Linked DNA regions of Bos taurus: region 2 is linked to region 1. Evidence: chromatin contacts called from public Hi-C data. All regions are on one chromosome and are shown on one strand. The core of a region is the stretch at or near the end of the contact, and the rest is flanking DNA. Distances in the headings are between cores, read along the strand shown.

Evidence for each region. A called contact is a pair of places that touch in the nucleus more often than the background predicts.
Region 2: a contact with region 1 is called in a Hi-C map of liver, with 4 times the contacts expected there. The contact joins the promoter of XXYLT1 here to the promoter of PPP1R2 in region 1. A contact is called at or near these places in 4 of 11 Hi-C or Micro-C datasets (liver, skeletal muscle and an unstated tissue).

Annotation. Positions count from the first base shown.
Region 1 is chr1:72,097,944-72,102,741 of ARS-UCD2.0, forward strand. It overlaps PPP1R2 (protein phosphatase 1 regulatory inhibitor subunit 2), which reads left to right and starts at 2,184. Exons shown (of 6, transcript NM_001035392.2): 1 at 2,184-2,597. The coding sequence starts at 2,476. It overlaps LOC132345649 (a long non-coding RNA gene), which reads right to left and starts at 2,136. Exons shown (of 2, transcript XR_009495069.1): 1 at 2,059-2,136; 2 at 172-369.
Region 2 is chr1:72,323,700-72,328,423 of ARS-UCD2.0, forward strand. XXYLT1 (xyloside xylosyltransferase 1) reads left to right here and starts at 3,079. Exons shown (of 4, transcript NM_001075999.1): 1 at 3,079-3,639. The coding sequence starts at 3,136.

The DNA of each region.
Region 1 (4,798 bases), core at 934-3,433:
ACAATATTGTTAATTGACTATACCCCAATACAAAATAAAAGTTTAAAGTTTTTTTTAAAAAAGGCAAAGGGTGATGGGAAAAAGCCTGGTGATGAGGGAGCTGGTGATGAAATATAGGAGCAGAAGGGGAGGAGTATATACAGCTGCCATAACAAAGTACCACATACTGGGTTGGTTTTAAACAACAGAAATTTAATATATCACAGTCTGGAGACTAAAAGCCCTAAATCAAGGTGTCAGCAGGCTGGTTCCTTCTGTGAACTCTAAAAGAGAATTTTCTCCATGCTTCTGCCAGCTTTGGGAAGCCCCAGGTGGCCCTAGGCTTATAGATGCATCGCTCCAGTCCTCTGTCTTCACATGGCTTTCTGCCTATAAGGACACCAGACATACTGGATTAGGGGCCCACCCTACTTCAGTACAACCTCATGTTAACTAGTTACATCTGCAGTGACTGTATTTCCAAATAAGTTTAGATTCTGAAGTATTGGAGGTTAGGACTTCAATATAACTTATTTTCGAAGTGAAGTGTTAGTCACTCAGTCGTGTCCAACTCTTTATGATCCCATGGACTGGTGGCGGTTTAGTTGCTAAGTAGTGTCCAACTCTTGCAATCCCGTGGACTGTAGCCTGTCAGGCTCCTCTGTCCATGGGATTCTTCAGGCAAGAATACTGGAGTGGGTTGCCATTTCCTTTTCCAGGGGATCTTCCCAACCCAGGAATCAAACCCAGGTCTCCTGCATTGCAGGCAGATGATTTACCAATTGAGCTATGAGGGAAGCCCATGGACTAGAGCCTAGCAGACGTCTTTGTCCATGGAATTCTCAGGGAAGAAGACTGGAGTGGATAGCCTTTCCCTTCTTCAGGGAATCGTCCTGACCCTGGGATCAAACGTGGGTCTCCCGCATTGCAGGCAGATTCTTTACTGTCTGAGCCATCAGGGAAGCCCTAACATTTTTTGGGGTGACATAACTTAATCCATAACAGGAGGCAACTTGCTTAATCTGAGCCCTCTGCCTTTCCCACCTGTACAACTCTAGTGCTTGGCACTGCACGGAGAGAGCCTGTGTAGCTGGAGTGGATACCACCCCCTCCGCTGGCCTGAGCTTGACTTTAGATACATCCGAGTCCTAAGAGTGTTCCCAGGGCTTTAAACTCCTGCCTTTCCCTAGAACCCAATTCTCACAGCAGCCACAGCACCTACAACCAGGATATACACATATCCTGGCCCATTACAGCGTTGAGTTCTCTTTTCCTCTCTCATCCAAGTCATCCCTGGTATCTTTCACACCCAGGCAGAGATAAGGTGAGGAGACTGTGTGTGGGAGAGTTTTTTTTTTTTTTTTTTGTATTTCTCTTTTGAGACTCATCTTACAAAGACCTAGACAGTCCCAGAATTTTTTGGCCTATTTCACAGTGTTGGATGGCTCCTTACACTGAGTTCCCAAGATTTGATGGGGGGAGACAGATTCTAAACCACCATTCTAGGAACTTCTGCCAGCGACCCCTTCCATGGGATTACCAACACAGAGGCAGAATGTGGTAAAATGGAGAAATATCAGACCAGAAGCATAGTCTAAATGAAGTTCTACGACCACACACTACAGATGGGTCTTGTGATAGTGGTGGTTAGGTCACTTCTCTCTAGCCTTCAGCTTTTCCAATGGTAAAAAATGTTAGACTATTTCAATGTTGATGTTCTATGATTTCATAGAAGTCAATATTCTATGATCCCACAATAGGTCTCTAAGGACCGTTCCAACGCTGACATTTCATGACTTTATAATGGAGAGTTAAGCTTTTTATGGTTGTTAAATGGAAGGAAAGAAGAGACACTGCATTTCTCTGAAAGTCAGTTAATGTCTTCGGGGAATGATGTCACCTTTGAGCCTCAATTTTCCGATCTATAAAATACACAACGAACAATAAGAACCTCATGAAGTGGTGGGAGCGACGGTGCTTGCAGAGATTAACCATTCGGTACACAGTCAAACTGTAAACCTCTCCTAAGGGTCTATGAAACAGCTCTCAGAGCCCCAGCCGCGGTTGGCGCTAACTCACCGAGAGGGCTCGGGGAGGGGGCGGGGCGAGGAGGTTGGCATTGTTCTTGTCCCGCCCTCACCCCCGCCCCGCCCCCGCCCCGCCCTAGATATCGCGAGAGGGCGGGCCCGCTTGGCATTAGCGTCGGCGTCGTTCCGGCGCTAGGCCGGCTTCTCTCCGCGGGCCACGGTTAGAGTGCCGGTGGCCAAGGGCTCGCGGAGGGCCGCCAGCCACGCGGCGTCGGCTAGACGCCAGAGCGTCCGAGTCGTTGTGTCGTGACAACAACTCTGGTGGCTGTCTCCGCGACAGCAGGTGCGGCTGCTTCAGCCCCAGGCGGGCTCGGCGGCTGCCTGGCGAGTTTCTGCTCGCGCCCAGCCCTTTCCTTCCTGAACTCGGCGCCAAGCAGCGACGCTGAGCCGACCGCCGGAGCAGCAGGCAATGGCGGCCTCGACGGCCTCGCACCGGCCCATCAAGGGGATCCTGAAGAACAAGAGCTCTACGACTTCCTCTGTGGTGTCCTCGGCCGAACAGCCCGGCAAGAGTGTCGACGAAGAGCTGAGGTGAGAGCCGAGAGGGGCAGCCGCTCGTCCACCGGGTCAGCCTGGGAAGCCCCACCTTTCCCCCCGTGCCGTTGCAGACCCCCAGCCGGACCAACCCCAGATCCCGAGCCCGAGCGCGGCCGGCGGGCGGGGCGGTTGCGTAGTTGCGGCCCCTGCGCGGCTCAGGTCTCCCTCCGCCGGCCAGACTTAGGGGTGGAGTGATTATAAAGAAGGCAAGAGCTATGACGTTTACTGTGTGTTTGTATGTGTGTGTTTAACATATATACATATATAATAATTTTAAAACATACATCAGAATCTTTAAGCTTTTGGAGATTGGGAATATTAAAGAATCAAATTGAAGTTGTAAAGCTTCACCTGTTAAGCAGTTATTACTTCACTTCGTATCCGAGTGTCTAAAATTCAATAATTAAAGTGTATTTTCCTGGATTGGAAATCCTTTAAGATGCAGTCGTAGACTAGTAAGAGACTCCTCCGTAAAAGAGATTTCTCCATTTTTCTAATTGCCCTTCCTCCACGGTCATTCCTTTTTAGGTGAACATTATCGAAAGAAAAGCATCGTGCCACATTCACTCCCTTGGGTCCTGGTTTGTCATTATCTCTGCATTAAAAGAAACAGACATTTCCTCAGTCTGATCTATGTTTAATGGAAAGCTACTTATTGCTAATTATTTTTGAATCTGCAACAGGAATTTGAATGCTTTCTAGTCTTTGTTCCTCCTGAAAGACATATTTAAGCTCAGAACAGTTCAGAAAGTACCAAGTTAAAATGATGCCATGATAATTTAGTTGCTTTTGCATACTCGCAAATACGTATGTGAAAAGATGTTGACCTATAGTATTGTATGTGATAGTAAATAATTGGTAACAACCCAAGGTCCATTAAGAAGGACTAGTGAAATATTAATTATAGTACATTAGTATAATGGGAAAATAGACCAGCCTTTTAAAAGAATGAAATAGATGTTAATGGCTCAGAGAAAGATACCCAAGGTGCAGTCCTCAGTAGGAAAAAAAGGATGGAAAACTGATAATATATAGTGTAAAATAAAACACTAGGTTAGAAGTCATAGAGGGGCTAGCATACAAGGACTCTTACATACTGGAAATAAGGCTTAAGAAAAGTTGTTGAAATCTGTGAAGTCATAAAGCTAAAATTAGGATGTTCCCGAAAACTTTGAATATTGGAACTAGGGCACACCTGTTTAAAAAGATCATTTTAGAGCTATAAAAGGAACTACAGTTTGGTGATGGTGTTGTCTTGAGGAAAACATGAAGTAAGATCATAGCTTAGAATCGTGGCCTTTGGGGATTGGAAAGGACCTAGCAACTCTCCTACTCCTGGGTGTTTGACTCTTACATGCAATTTTCCAACCTCTATTTGGGGTAAGCTGCTTCAGATTGGGGGTTGTAATGGGACTATAAAAAATGGAATCTTACCAGACATAGCTGTAAAAGGAAGACTAAGATAGTCTAAAAACCAAACTATGGAAGGCTCTTAGATGACTTCAGGGTATTCGGCGGCAGCACTGTGGTTCTCAGTAGCATTTCAATTATTTAGTTATTCTCCAGCGTGAGCTTCTTTCTGTTTGGCTACCAAGTAGCTGCTTAGATTTTCTTCTGTCTTTCCCTACTTCTGTTTATTCTCAACCTGTCTGCTGTAATTTCTGGTGGCCCCACTCTGGGTATTGGCGTCTTTATATAAATTGATTAGGATTACCTTCCAAGTCCTGCCTGGAAAGCCACTTTACTAGACTGGTTTACTTACACAGGGCTGCTCCTTCTCTAGAAGCTGCCACCAGGGCAGATTCATTTAAGAGTGGCCTTTTTCAGGGCAGTTGGCCTTGACTTGTCTAAATTAGAAGGTTATAGTCCTATATTCAAAGGGAGTTGCCAAGCCCTAATTGATTGAGGTTTATGATGTTTGGTTCTAAGTAGTAAAAGGCATGGGTTTTTTCATGGTAAGTGTTGTATGACTATAAAAGAAATAAAGTAATTCTTTTGGTAATACAATGTACATTGTTATTTATGTCACAGTTCATACAACCAATATTAGTGACTTTATGAGAGCGTCTTTGAACGCAAACAATGAAAGTATAGTTGAATATATTTGAAACAAACTTTTTGTAACGTTTAACTTTAATGACACCCAGTATTTTTCCTTTTGTTTATAAAGGACTGAAATAAATAGCTCTTTCAAT
Region 2 (4,724 bases), core at 1,829-4,328, 230 kb after region 1:
ATATTGCTTTTATGCAGAACCTTAAAAATTATACAAATGAACTTATTTACAAAACAGAAGCAGACTTGGAGAACTGAACTTATTTATAAAACAAACAGACTTAGAGAACGAACTTACTGTTACTAGACAGGAAGGATTGGGGAGGGGTAATAAGGAGTTTGGGGTTGACATGTATACAACAAGGACCTACTGTCCAATACAGAGAACTCTTCTCAGTAGTTTGTAACAACCTAAATGGGAAAAGACTTAAAAAGAATAGATACATGTGTGTGTATAATTGAATCACTTTGCTGTGCCCCTGGACTTGACACAACGTTGTTAATCAACTATACTTCAATATAAAAAAGTTAGGGGGGGGGAAGGACTGTTCTTAAAAAATTATATCACCTTTCTTAAACTATGAAACTATGTAGTCAGTATTCAAATTCCTCAATACCTTGGTGTTCTTTAAAAAAAGATTTTTCAAATCAGAATTTATGTAAGTTCCATTCATTGCAATTGGCTAATGTATCTGTTGAGGCTGTAAATCTATAGGTTCTTCCTCCATTTATCACTTAAAAAAATTTCCACTTACAGTTTGTTGACTACAGCACCAACAGCATCTTTGTTTTTTAATTTAAAAAAATTATCTATTTTTGGCTGCACTGGGTTTTCATTGCTGTGTGTAGGGTTTCCATAGTTGTGGGCGAGTGGGCTGCTCATTGTGGCGGCTTCTCTTGTGGCTGCCCAAGCTGTAGGCACTTGGATTCAGTAGTTGTGGCTGGTGGGCTCTAGAGTGCTGGCTCAGTAGTGGCGCACAGGTTTACCTGTCACTCGGCGTATGGGATCCTCCTGGACCAGGGATTGAAACCGTGTCCCCTGCACTGGCAGGCAGACTCTTAATCACTGGATCACCAGAGAATTCCCAACAGCATCTTTATTTTAGTTTCACTTTACTGATGAACATTTGATTTTAATATCTTGTCATCATAAACCTAGCTCTGCATTACCCTTGTGGCTAAATATTTGAGTACATTTTTCCTTATTCTGTTAGGAAAATGATGGTTTACAATGGGTGGGTGTATTTCTGATGCTCATTCAGTGAGTCAAGCACCATCAGTTACTGGAGATATTATGGTTAAAGAAAGACACCTTGCTTGCTCTCTTTAAGTCTTGCCATCCCAGAAAGATGGGACTGGGTAGTTCTTAGGTGGCCCTTATGGTATCCTTGAGGATGGTGCTTCATCTGGACACTTGCAAGGGCTGGTGTTTAGAGACCACTCTTTGAGGCAGGGACACCCAAGCCAAGGTCTGAAGCAGGAGAGGTTGACGGTCTGAAGATCCAGGGCACTGCTTTTCAAACTTTGGCTTGCAGAAGAATCACCATCAAGGCCCGGGCTCATTGAAGGTAATAGGGCCTGAGCCCTTGTGTTTTATCAAGCTCCCCAGTGCTGCTCATTTCAGTTCAGTTCAGTTCAGTTGCTCAGTCATGTCTGACTCTTTGCGGCCCCATGAATCGTAGAATGCCAGGCCTCCCTGTCCATCACCAACTCCCGGAGTTCACTCAGACTCAGTCGTTGATGCCATCCAGCCATCTCATCCTCTGTCGTCCCCTTCTCCTCCTGCCCCCAATCCCTCCCAGCATCAGAGTCTTTTTCCAATGAGTCAACTTTGCAGGAGGTGGCCAAAGTACTGGAGTTTCAGCTTTAGCATCTTTCCTTCCAAAGAAATCCCAGGGCTGATCTCCTTCAGAATGGACTGGTTGGATCTCCTTGCAGTCCAAGGGACTCTCAAGAGTCTTCTCCAACACCACAGTTCAAAAGCATCAATTCTTCGGCGCTCAGCTTTCTTCACAGTCCAACTCTCACATCCATACATGACCACTGGAAAAACCATAGCATTGACTAGTCAGACCTTTGTTGACAAAGTAATGTCTCTGCTTTTGAATATGCTGTCTAGGTTGGTAATAACTTTTCTTCCAAGGAGTAAGTGTCTTTTAATTTCATGGCTGCAGTCACCATCTGCAGTGATTTTGGAGCCCCCAAAAATAAAGTCTGACACTGTTTACTCATCTGTTTCCCATGAAGTGATGGGACCAGATGCCATGATCTTTGTTTTCTGAATGTTGAGCTTTAAGCCAACTTTTTCACTCTCCACTTTCACTTTCATCAAGAGGCTTTTTAGTTCTTCACTTTCTGCCATAAGGGTGGTGCCAGTGCTGCTAGTACCAATAAAAATTTGAGAACCACTGTTCTGTGGATAGGAGAGAGAACTGAAAGTTCTCTTAGGTTTTAGTATTGCTAGAGTGCCCTTCAGGAAAGTTGTGTCAGTATAGGCACCCTCATCTGCTGTGGAAGAGTGTGTCTCTGTCAAACCTGACACTGTGTGACCTGAGCAAGTGACCTCAGTTACGCCTCAGTTAAGAATTTGCAAAACTACCGGGTATACAGTAAGTCTCTTTTGAAGTGTTTAAGTCTGTTAAAAAAACAAAACCCACAAGCTTCCTGGGGAGCTCTGAACCACCCAAAGTTTGTGGCAGGTGGCCCCCTGGTGGCCACATCCTTTAGGTTGCCTCTGGTCGGCCTCAGAGATGCCAAGTGAGGTGAGCAAGGGATTCATACCTCGGGTGTCAATCCTACTTCACCGAGAATGGGAAAGGAGTTGCTAGTTTAAATTCTTCAGCCCTAGATAGTCTCCAAGGTGTGAAAGGAGTCAGGGAGAGGACGTAAAGCCTTTAAGAAATTAGGAGGGAAAAGATATAAACAGAAAATTTTTTGTGCGTCCAGTTTAGTCTTTTTGCTTCCGAAGGCTTAGCTTCGGTTTCTAGAGCCTGAGGCTGTGCACTTAACGAGGGCCATTTTCCACAGGCCGTACAGCCTGCTGGCTCGTGTGTGCAAGTCCTCACCGCCTCCTTCAGACACGCTGGAGGGACTCCTGCGGGCTCACTGCCCGACCCCACTGTAATCCTTCTGAGCTTAGGACCCAGTGGCTGCCAGGCAGCCTGGCCCCGCCTCTCCGCGTATCAGCGCCCGCAGATTGGCAGCTCGGCTCCGCCCCCGCCATGGCTGCCGCCTGCTGCCGGGGCTGCTAACTTGCTGCCGGGATACTGGTCTCTGCCGCAACTCTCCGGCTGATCTGTCCGCGGGCGGGCGGCGCATGGGTCTCCTCCGAGGCGGGCCCCCGTGCGCTCGGGCCATGGCGCGTCTGGGCGCTGTGCGCTCCCACTACTGCGCGCTGCTGCTGGCCGCGGCGCTGGCCGTCTGTGCCTTCTACTACCTGGGCTCGGGCCGGGAGACCTTCTCCAGCGCCACCAAGAGGCTGAAGGAGGCCCGCGCCGGGGCCCCTGCTGCGCCCTCACCGCCGGTGCTGGAGCTGGCGCGGGGATCCTTGGCGCCGGCCCCGGGCGCTAAGGCCAAGAGCCTGGAGGGCGGCGGGGCCGGGCCGGTGGACTACCACCTGCTGATGATGTTCACCAAGGCCGAACACAATGCCGCGTTGCAGGCCAAGGCCCGCGTTGCCCTCCGCTCCCTGCTGCGCCTCGCTAAGTTCGAGGCGCACGAGGTGCTTAACCTGCATTTCGTAAGCGAGGAGGCCAGCCGCGAGGTGGCCAAGGCCCTGCTGCGGGAGCTGCTGCCGCCCGCCGCCGGCTTCAAATGCAAGGTGAGCGGGGCCCCAGCTAGAGGCTCCGGATAGGTGACTCGGTCAGTGTGGGGCCCGGCCTGGATCCAGGGGTCAGGAGGGAGGTGTCTTAGTTGCGATGCCCATTGCCAGTGCCAGCAGAAGCCTAACCCCTTAACCCGTACCCTGCCTGAATTGTGCGTTCATAGCACGCTGCAGGCATGGTCCGGGGGGGCGTGTCTCGGAGCCTCTATTAGCTGACTTCCTTGATCCGAGCTTCCCTTTAACTGCGGCCCCCTGGAGAATCAGCAAGCCCGCTCTTTCCTGATGTGGTTGATTTCAGCAGTCAGTGCCTTTAAGTCTGCCCCTCTGTTTATTCTTTTCAGTGTTTGACTTTTGAGGATGGAGCAGGTCACTTGAAGGTGCAGCGTCTGCTGGACAAGGTCTTAGGCCGCTTGAGTTGTTCAAATTACAGGGACATTTCTCATAGCTCTAAGGATTTCAGTTGAAACTGGTCCAGCCCAAACCCAGCCCCATGTGAACCATTTCATCTCCTCAGTGTGCCTCCTTCTTCCCTTCTCTTCAGGGTCATGAACCCATTTAGAAAAGCAGCGGGTTCCTCCCAGCAAGAAAGTGCTCCAAGAGGTAAAGATATAAGATCTGGAGAGGGCAGAGCAGAGCTAGTCGTCTTGTTCCGGGCTGGACCACCTGGCTCTTCTTGTGAGAGATTGTATTCTTCAGTCAGCCAGCTCAGTCGCTCAGTCATATCCGACTCTTTGCGACCCCGTGGACTGCAGCACACCGGGCCTCCCTGTCCATCACCAACTCCTGGAGCTTACTCAAACTCATGTCCATCTGGTCGGTGATGCCATCCAACCATCTCATCCCCTGTCATCCCCTTCTCCCACCTTCAGTCTTTCCCAGCATCAGGGTCTTTTCCAGTGTGTCGGTTCTTTGCATCAGGTGGCCAAAGTATTGGAGTATTTCAGCTTCAGCATCAGTCCTTCCAATGAATATTCAGGACTGATTTCCTTTAGGATTTACTGGTTGGATCTCCTTGCAGTCCAAGCTTAGTGTTAATGGCCTCAGTTAAATTACATGTCTCCTTTTGACCTAATAGTTGCCCA